Regions from separate parts of the Sus scrofa genome. Here region 2 is linked to region 1. A link is a contact called in public Hi-C data. All regions are on one chromosome and are shown on one strand. The core of a region is the stretch at or near the end of the contact, and the rest is flanking DNA. Distances in the headings are between cores, read along the strand shown.

Region 1 (3,327 bases), core at 611-3,110:
GCCCTGGGAGCGGCCCAAGAAATAGCAACAATAACAACAACAACAACAAAAAAGACAAAAGACAAAAAATAAATAAATAAATAAATACTATCAGTTGCTACTTAAAATCTGTGGGAACTTGAGTGTCACTTAACTGTTTAGTTTCCTCATCTGTGAGATGGGGATTAAAGGACTACCTCACAAGCTTTTTTTTTTTTTTTTTTTTTTTTCCCCTAGAAACGTAAATAACACAATGAATGCAAATCATACAGTCCAATTCCTGGCACATAGAAAGCACACAAGTACATCAACTATAACCATTAAATATCTTCTCTTTACCCTTTAAGTAATTAAGTCTTGATTGCCTGATTCTTTTACACAAAGGGAAAACAATAGAGCCTCCCAAGGTCGGCTGTTTTAACTCTCTGATCTGGTCTGCAAGCATTTTTCTTTTTCCTTATAGGCTCTACATTTACCATTGCCCAGGTTAACTTCCCAGAGAAACAGTTCAACACTGCAGGAAATAACAAAAAACCCAATTTAATTGTTCAATTTCTTTCCCCTTCTCTTTTCCACAATAAACTTATAATACTTTTAAAATGAAAAAATAAACACCTAATATAAGGACTACTATTTTTTCAAACTCGTTCACCTCCAAGCTTAATTTTTTTGGAGATACCAGCGCTGTGCTTACAAGTGCGTTGGTAGGGCGCAGCGAGGCGGGAGGGGCTGCTGCTGGCGGGGCCAAAGTCCCCTTTCTTCTCCTCCTCCTCATCCGCGGGGTGGTGTGATTGTTCCCCAGCCCAAAGCCTCCTACCCAATCTTTTCATTTCCTAGATCAACCACTCGCTCCGTACACTGGGTGGAGTGCCCCCAGGTACCTGGGCGAGGCACCACAATCCCAATATACAGCTTGCAGAAAACCAGTACTTTCAGGTTTTCTTTTTAAAAAATATTTATGGGGGTCATAGATCCTTTAAAATTTTAAATAAAAGCTAGAGGCACTTTCTTCCAGAAAAATGAACATACCACATTTCTGCACAGAATTTCAAAGTGTTTACAGACTCTCAGAGCCTACAGATGAAGTCCCCGGGGTGGGGGTGGAGGGCTTAGGGAAGCAGGTTAAGGGAGGGGTGAAAATCTTGGACTGAATTCTTTCCATACATACATATGCATTTAATAGACATAGATGACAAGGGTGAGTAAGAGGTTATTTTTAAAAAAGAAGAATGCTTTCCCCAAGTAAGCTGGTCTGAGTCTGAAGGCGCGACAGGTCGTACAATGGGCTGGCGAGCAACAGGTGGGCAGAACACCAGGTCTCGCACCTTCAGTAAGAAGGGAGTCCAAGCAACTGGGCACTGAGGGTGAGGAAGGAGTAGGGAATGGGTAAAAGGCACGGTGAGAGCGATGCAGAAGGCGGCAGGGCTTTACTCACCGTTGCCCACGAAATTGCGGCCCTTCCGGGCCAGGGTCTGCTGCACCTGCTCCTGGATCCGGAGGCTCTTGACCGCCTGGCCGCTGCGACCGCTGCTTCCTGCCAGCTTCAGCTTGGCCTCAGAGGGCAGGGCCAGGCTGGAGCTGTCCAGCTGCCCCAGGATCTGCTGGCCCAGGACCGTCCGGATGTAGCCGCACTCAGCCGGGGAGCCAGGGGCTGCCATGGGGCTGGAGAGGGCGACCGAGCCGCTCGCCTGCTGGAGACCTGCAGGGGAAGCTGCTGCGGAGTCCCGGGCACTGGGCGCGAACCCCGCCCCGCCGGCCCAATCCCGCCGGCCCAACCCCACCGTCCCAGCCCCTCCTCCGGCCCCGCCTCCCCGCCGGTGAGAGGCCAGAGCTCCCGGGAGCGCGGCCTGGGGCGCCAGGCGCCCGGCCTTCACCCGGGAACTGGGCGCGGCTCCAACCGGGCAGGCGCACTCGGCTGGGGAGTGGGGGGCAGGCCGGCCGCGCGCGCCGACACCTGGCGAGATGAACTCACCGCAGGGAAGCGGGAGAGGGCTCAGTCCGCCCCTGGTCGTGCACACTCTCCAGGTCACCTTGGATCCTGCGGGTCCGGCCTGCTACTACTGGCTCTCAATGCCTTGCCGGGCCTCGGCCCTGCCCTACGAATCCTTGTAATTTCCGCTGGATGGACGAAGGACGACCTCCAGGCAGGTGCGCCCTGGAGTCACTTCTGCTCTCGGGCCGAGGTTTGCCTCTGGGATCCCCGAGTGAGTAGTCTGTCTGGTTTGTCAGGCTGTCAGACTGTTCGAAATGTTTCATGGACCTGAGGTGGGAAAGGGCTGTTTGATCAGGCGGACAAGACAGTAGGAGGAAATATGACAAAAAGATGACATGTGTAAAATAAAAACTTTTTAAAATAGGGTTTTTATCCCCCTTAGCACAATTTCGGGGACCGTGTCTTTTTTGCACAGATGCACTCCTAGAAACATATGTTATTCCTCATTGAGAGTTTCGGTATTCTCTTGCATATACACAAATTGTACCCAGCACACTCTCTTTCTCACCCACTCCTCTCTTAGGATCACACCCACATAGAGAAACTCCAATAAGAGGTGCTGGGAAAGAGCACACTTTCAGTAGGTGATACTTTAACAGTCCTTCTAGAGTTGATTAAGCCCTCTTTATGGTAGGCTCTGTGTAGGGGTCCTGCTGGTGGAGCTCTTTCAGTCTTATCTTCCATAAGGTATACTTACCTTGCTATTTAAACGTTTCACATTTAGTTGACTGCTGAGAGCTATGCTCAACAGAAAGAGTCCTTAACCTTAAGGTTTACAACCTAAGCCACTGGTCCTTCTTCCCCGCTTTGGACCTGAGAGGCAGAAAGAAAAACATCTATCCCCAGTATTAAGTAAGATAGCCTTCCCTTTGATTGCTTCGGGTTGTATGTCCACTTTCCTTCAAATCACTCGGTATTTACGGAACCCCATTTATTCAAGTTCGACGTGGCTGGGGAACACAACTCCCCCATTCCCCGTTTTCCTGTGACATACCCTTCTATCTTTACACACACGCTTACTACACAGGTATAAGGCCTTACAGGGAATGAAGAGGCAATCAAGGGGCCAAAAGCCTGGACAACTGGAGTGGTGATAGTTCTGTCACTCTCTCTTGGCTGGCCACATGGCTTAAGTGAAGCCATGTGGATGGTGGTTCTTGGAAGCAATTCCTCCTATCACAGCAGGACCAGTCTTGAGGTAGATTATTCCTTGTAAAGAACTCAATTATATAGCCAGATGTAAAAACTCAAACGTGGTGCTGAGAGTCAATTGAAAAGAGAGATGAGGAGTTCCCGTCGTGGCGCAGTGGTTAACGAATCCGACTAGGAACCATGAGGTTGCGGGTTCGGTCCCT
Region 2 (3,429 bases), core at 776-3,275, 140 kb before region 1:
TGTACTGGTTTATGACTTAAGGAGAATCTAAGTTAAAACAAAAAACTATGAAGGGTTGAAGGCACAGAGAGAGTCTATGGCTAAAATTACATCATGAACATTATTACATTTTTCTCAGCAAACAATTAAGAACTCATTTTTCTCAGCAAACAATTAAGAACTCACCTTTCTACCAAATTATCTTGCAGCCTGACAAAAAATTGATACAATTCAAACGGAGATGTCTTCTCTCTGTTTAGCCAAACAGCATTGCCAGCAGACTTTCCCAGTTTTGCTCCAGTTGTACTTGTAATCAGAGGAACGGAGATGCCAAATACATCTTCTCCAGTCACCCTATGCATAGAGAACTTTATTACGTGCTTCAAGATCAGGTGGTGGTAGGTTCTGCTAATCACTTTCAGTCACTCTTCAGTCTATCTTGCTTTAAGAAAACTTCCTTGACCTCCTAAACCTGGATTCTTGTTCATCACGCTGCTTTCACAGCACTCTATTTTGGCCTTTGTCATTCTGAACTGCAAATGAACCAGTGACTCTGGGCAAGCCAAGGGCAACAGCTGCATAACTACCGCCTAGAAATTTTTAAAGGCTGGGTGGAAAGAGGTGAGAGGACAGGTACAAGGCAGAGACTAAGGAGGTGTTTTAAAGGGACTTTTAAAATGAGTGGCACCTGAACTAGTCCTATAATTCATCTCTCTCAGGAAAATGACATTGAAATCTACATTATTTTCCAAATATTTGGTGTTGAATTTTTTTTTTTTTTTTTTGGAAATGCCTAACATTTAGTCACGTTACAATGACTAACATGTAGCTTCACGGAAGGTGGTGAGCAAAAGCAGAGACTACTCGAGGAGGCCCAGTCACGTTTAGGTATACACAAAGAAAAGCAGTCTTTCAAATCAGAAACACAGGAAAAGCTTCTTAGGAGAAGCAGATAAAATCCAAACCCTGACCAGTGGTCTATATCCTGCAGAGCTCCAGAATATGTCCCACACCTAATACCATTATTTCAGCCCCTTAGTTCCATTAGCCAGAGATACTAAGTTTATCCCCCTTAATGAAGATAAAATCAACAAGGGCTGGAACGAAGAGCATCATTCCACAATCCTGACAATGCATTACAGGTTATGCTCGTGTGTGCATTACTTGTTCTAGGATTTTTCTCCTCTAGAGGCGCTTACTTGTGGATGAACTCGTAACCGGACATGATATTGCCCAGCTGATCAGCTCCACCCAGCTGGACCCGGCATCCATAATGCTGGAACAGATAGTAGAAATCGTAGGCTTGGAGCACCTGGTATAAAAACTCGGCCAAACTCATGCCTTCGGGGCTCTTGAGCCGGCTTTGCACGCTCAGCCGGCTAAGCAGCGTGCCCATGCGAAAGTGGCCGCCCACGGTCGCCAAGAAGTCCACTAGGTGCTGCTTCTGGTACCAGGCCGAGTTATCCAGCACCGTGAAGCTGCCCCAGCTTCGCCCGTTAGTGAAAAGCTGCTGGTGATTAGCCGCCAGGGCTTGTAGTCCCTGGCGCAAGGCGAGCGCGTTGCTTTGCACGCGCTCGGCGTCCAGCGCCTCCCGCTCCTTGGTGCGGCCGCTGGGGTCTCCCAGGCGCGCCGTGGCACCTCCCACCAGCGCAATCACATTGTGGCCGGCTCGCTGGAAATGAAACAGGCCCAAAAGCGCCAGCAGATGCCCCACATGAAGCGAGTCAGCTGTGGGGTCGAAACCGCAATAGATGGTCTGAGGAACGTTGCCCGCCAAGCCACGGTCGAAGAGCTCTGGGAGCTCTGTCTTTGTACCCCTTTCAGGGAAGAATTCCTTGAATAGACCCCGAGCCTTCTGCACCGCCAGCAACCCCTGAGCGCCCGAGTGGGCCTTACGGAGCCCTAGTGGCAAGACTCCTGACTGGCCTGGGGTACCAAGCCACCGGCCGCGGGAAACGCGCCGCAACATGGGCGCTGCCATCTTGGCGGAGGCGCGAAGGGGATGCTGGGACCTTAGAGCCCCAACTCAGCTTTCAGCGCCAGCGTCGTACTGTTTCTACAATATGCTTCCGTGTTTTTTTCTGCGCATGCCTGCATTGGGCACGGTGGTTACTTAGTTACAGAGCGTGCGTTTTCTGTACGGTAGCCGTTCTAACTGCCTGGGTGGGGTTTCCGCTTAAAGGCCAGGTACCTTAAATTTCCTCTTAACGCGGATATGTTTATGATAATAGTTCCTTTCTCAGAGGGCTGTTGTGAGGATTAAAAAGTAAGGTACTTGGCACATAGTAAGTGTTCTAAAATGTTGGCTTTTGCTTAAATGTTCATGTAAAATATTATGATGCACAAGTTCTTTGAAATCTTGGTTCTGTGCAAAATTTTGTCCAGAGAGGTTGTGAGGGGTTAGGAATTGGTTTAACTTCATGGAGCGAGATGGAGTTGGCGTTGAGACGCTTTCAGTTTCGCAGTTCTGAATAGGGGATAAAAGCACCCAGCGAATACTGATTCACTAGTTCTCCAGGAGATGGCGGTCTTGTCCAAGCCATAATGAGATGAAGGTTAATAAAAACAGAAAGCCAGTGCCCCATTCACCAGCTAACTGGAAGGGATCCAATTCCAAAACTCCATTTTAGAATCTAATTTTTAGGACGACTTTCAGTTCCAGCTGTCTTAGTTCCAGTTCCCTGGGAAAGAGACTCCAGTGGGAGATTTGTGTCCGGGAGAATTATTGGAGTGTGCTCTCAGCAGCAGTATCTGTTAATGGAGTGATGGATGCAGGGTTGGGCCGAAGGAGTTGACTTGTAAACAGTTTGTGATTGAGGCCTTTGGAGCTGAGATGTCCTTTCAGTGTCATCCCAAATGGAGGCAAGGGGGCAGACTTTTGCACCCTGTTATTGATGAGTCCTTAAATGTGGGATGCCCTGGGCAAGACTTTGGCAGAGAGCAAGATACAGAAGAGGGTCCATCTGTGAAGCCCCTCAGCAGCCGGGAACTGAGTGCCTTGATCCTAAAGTAGGCATGTGGGCCATGCTCTGAACCATTCCCTACAGGACCTTTGTAGTTCCTTACATCATGAGGTCACTTAACAAAATGAAATATTAGTTTCATTACAAAACTGAAAAATTAGTTTCTTTGCATGTGTAATTAATCAGAGAAATGAGTTTCTCATTGCCAAAGAGTAACTTCAATAGGATTTTTAGATACTTATTCAACAGGCTATGTAACATAATCCTAAATCCCACAATTGTTTTCCCCAAAGCACATAAACTGAATGATTTAATTTAGTGTTAGCAAGGGCCAAATTGAATCTTGATAATGAAAGTGAAAATGGCGTTTTCCTCAAGAAAATGAACATTTGAAGGTAGAAACATTTTTCAGAAAAAAGAAGTGTGTTTAAAAAAAAAAAAAAGAGTTCCTGTCTTGGCTTAGTGGTTAATGAACCTGACTAGTATC

Evidence for each region. Hi-C and Micro-C count contacts between places; a contact is called where the count stands out from the background.
Region 2: a Hi-C map of liver shows a contact between it and region 1, with 9 times the contacts expected there. The contact joins the promoter of YARS2 here to the promoter of PKP2 in region 1. A contact is called at or near these places in 3 of 5 promoter capture datasets (fetal liver, fetal skeletal muscle and liver), 17 of 47 Hi-C or Micro-C datasets (embryonic fibroblasts, epiblast stem cells, fetal heart ventricle and 9 more) and 1 of 2 datasets of contacts at active chromatin or transcription factors (alveolar macrophages).

The regions. Positions count from the first base shown.
Region 1 is chr5:41,423,220-41,426,546 of Sscrofa11.1, reverse strand. PKP2 (plakophilin-2) reads right to left here and starts at 1,860. Exons shown (of 13, transcript XM_003126396.5): 1 at 1,415-1,860. The coding sequence starts at 1,637. It overlaps LOC106507506 (a long non-coding RNA gene), which reads left to right and starts at 2,018. Exons shown (of 3, transcript XR_002344052.1): 1 at 2,018-2,127.
Region 2 is chr5:41,560,175-41,563,603 of Sscrofa11.1, reverse strand. YARS2 (tyrosine--tRNA ligase, mitochondrial) reads right to left here and starts at 2,025. Exons shown (of 6, transcript XR_002344051.1): 1 at 1,179-2,025; 2 at 166-333.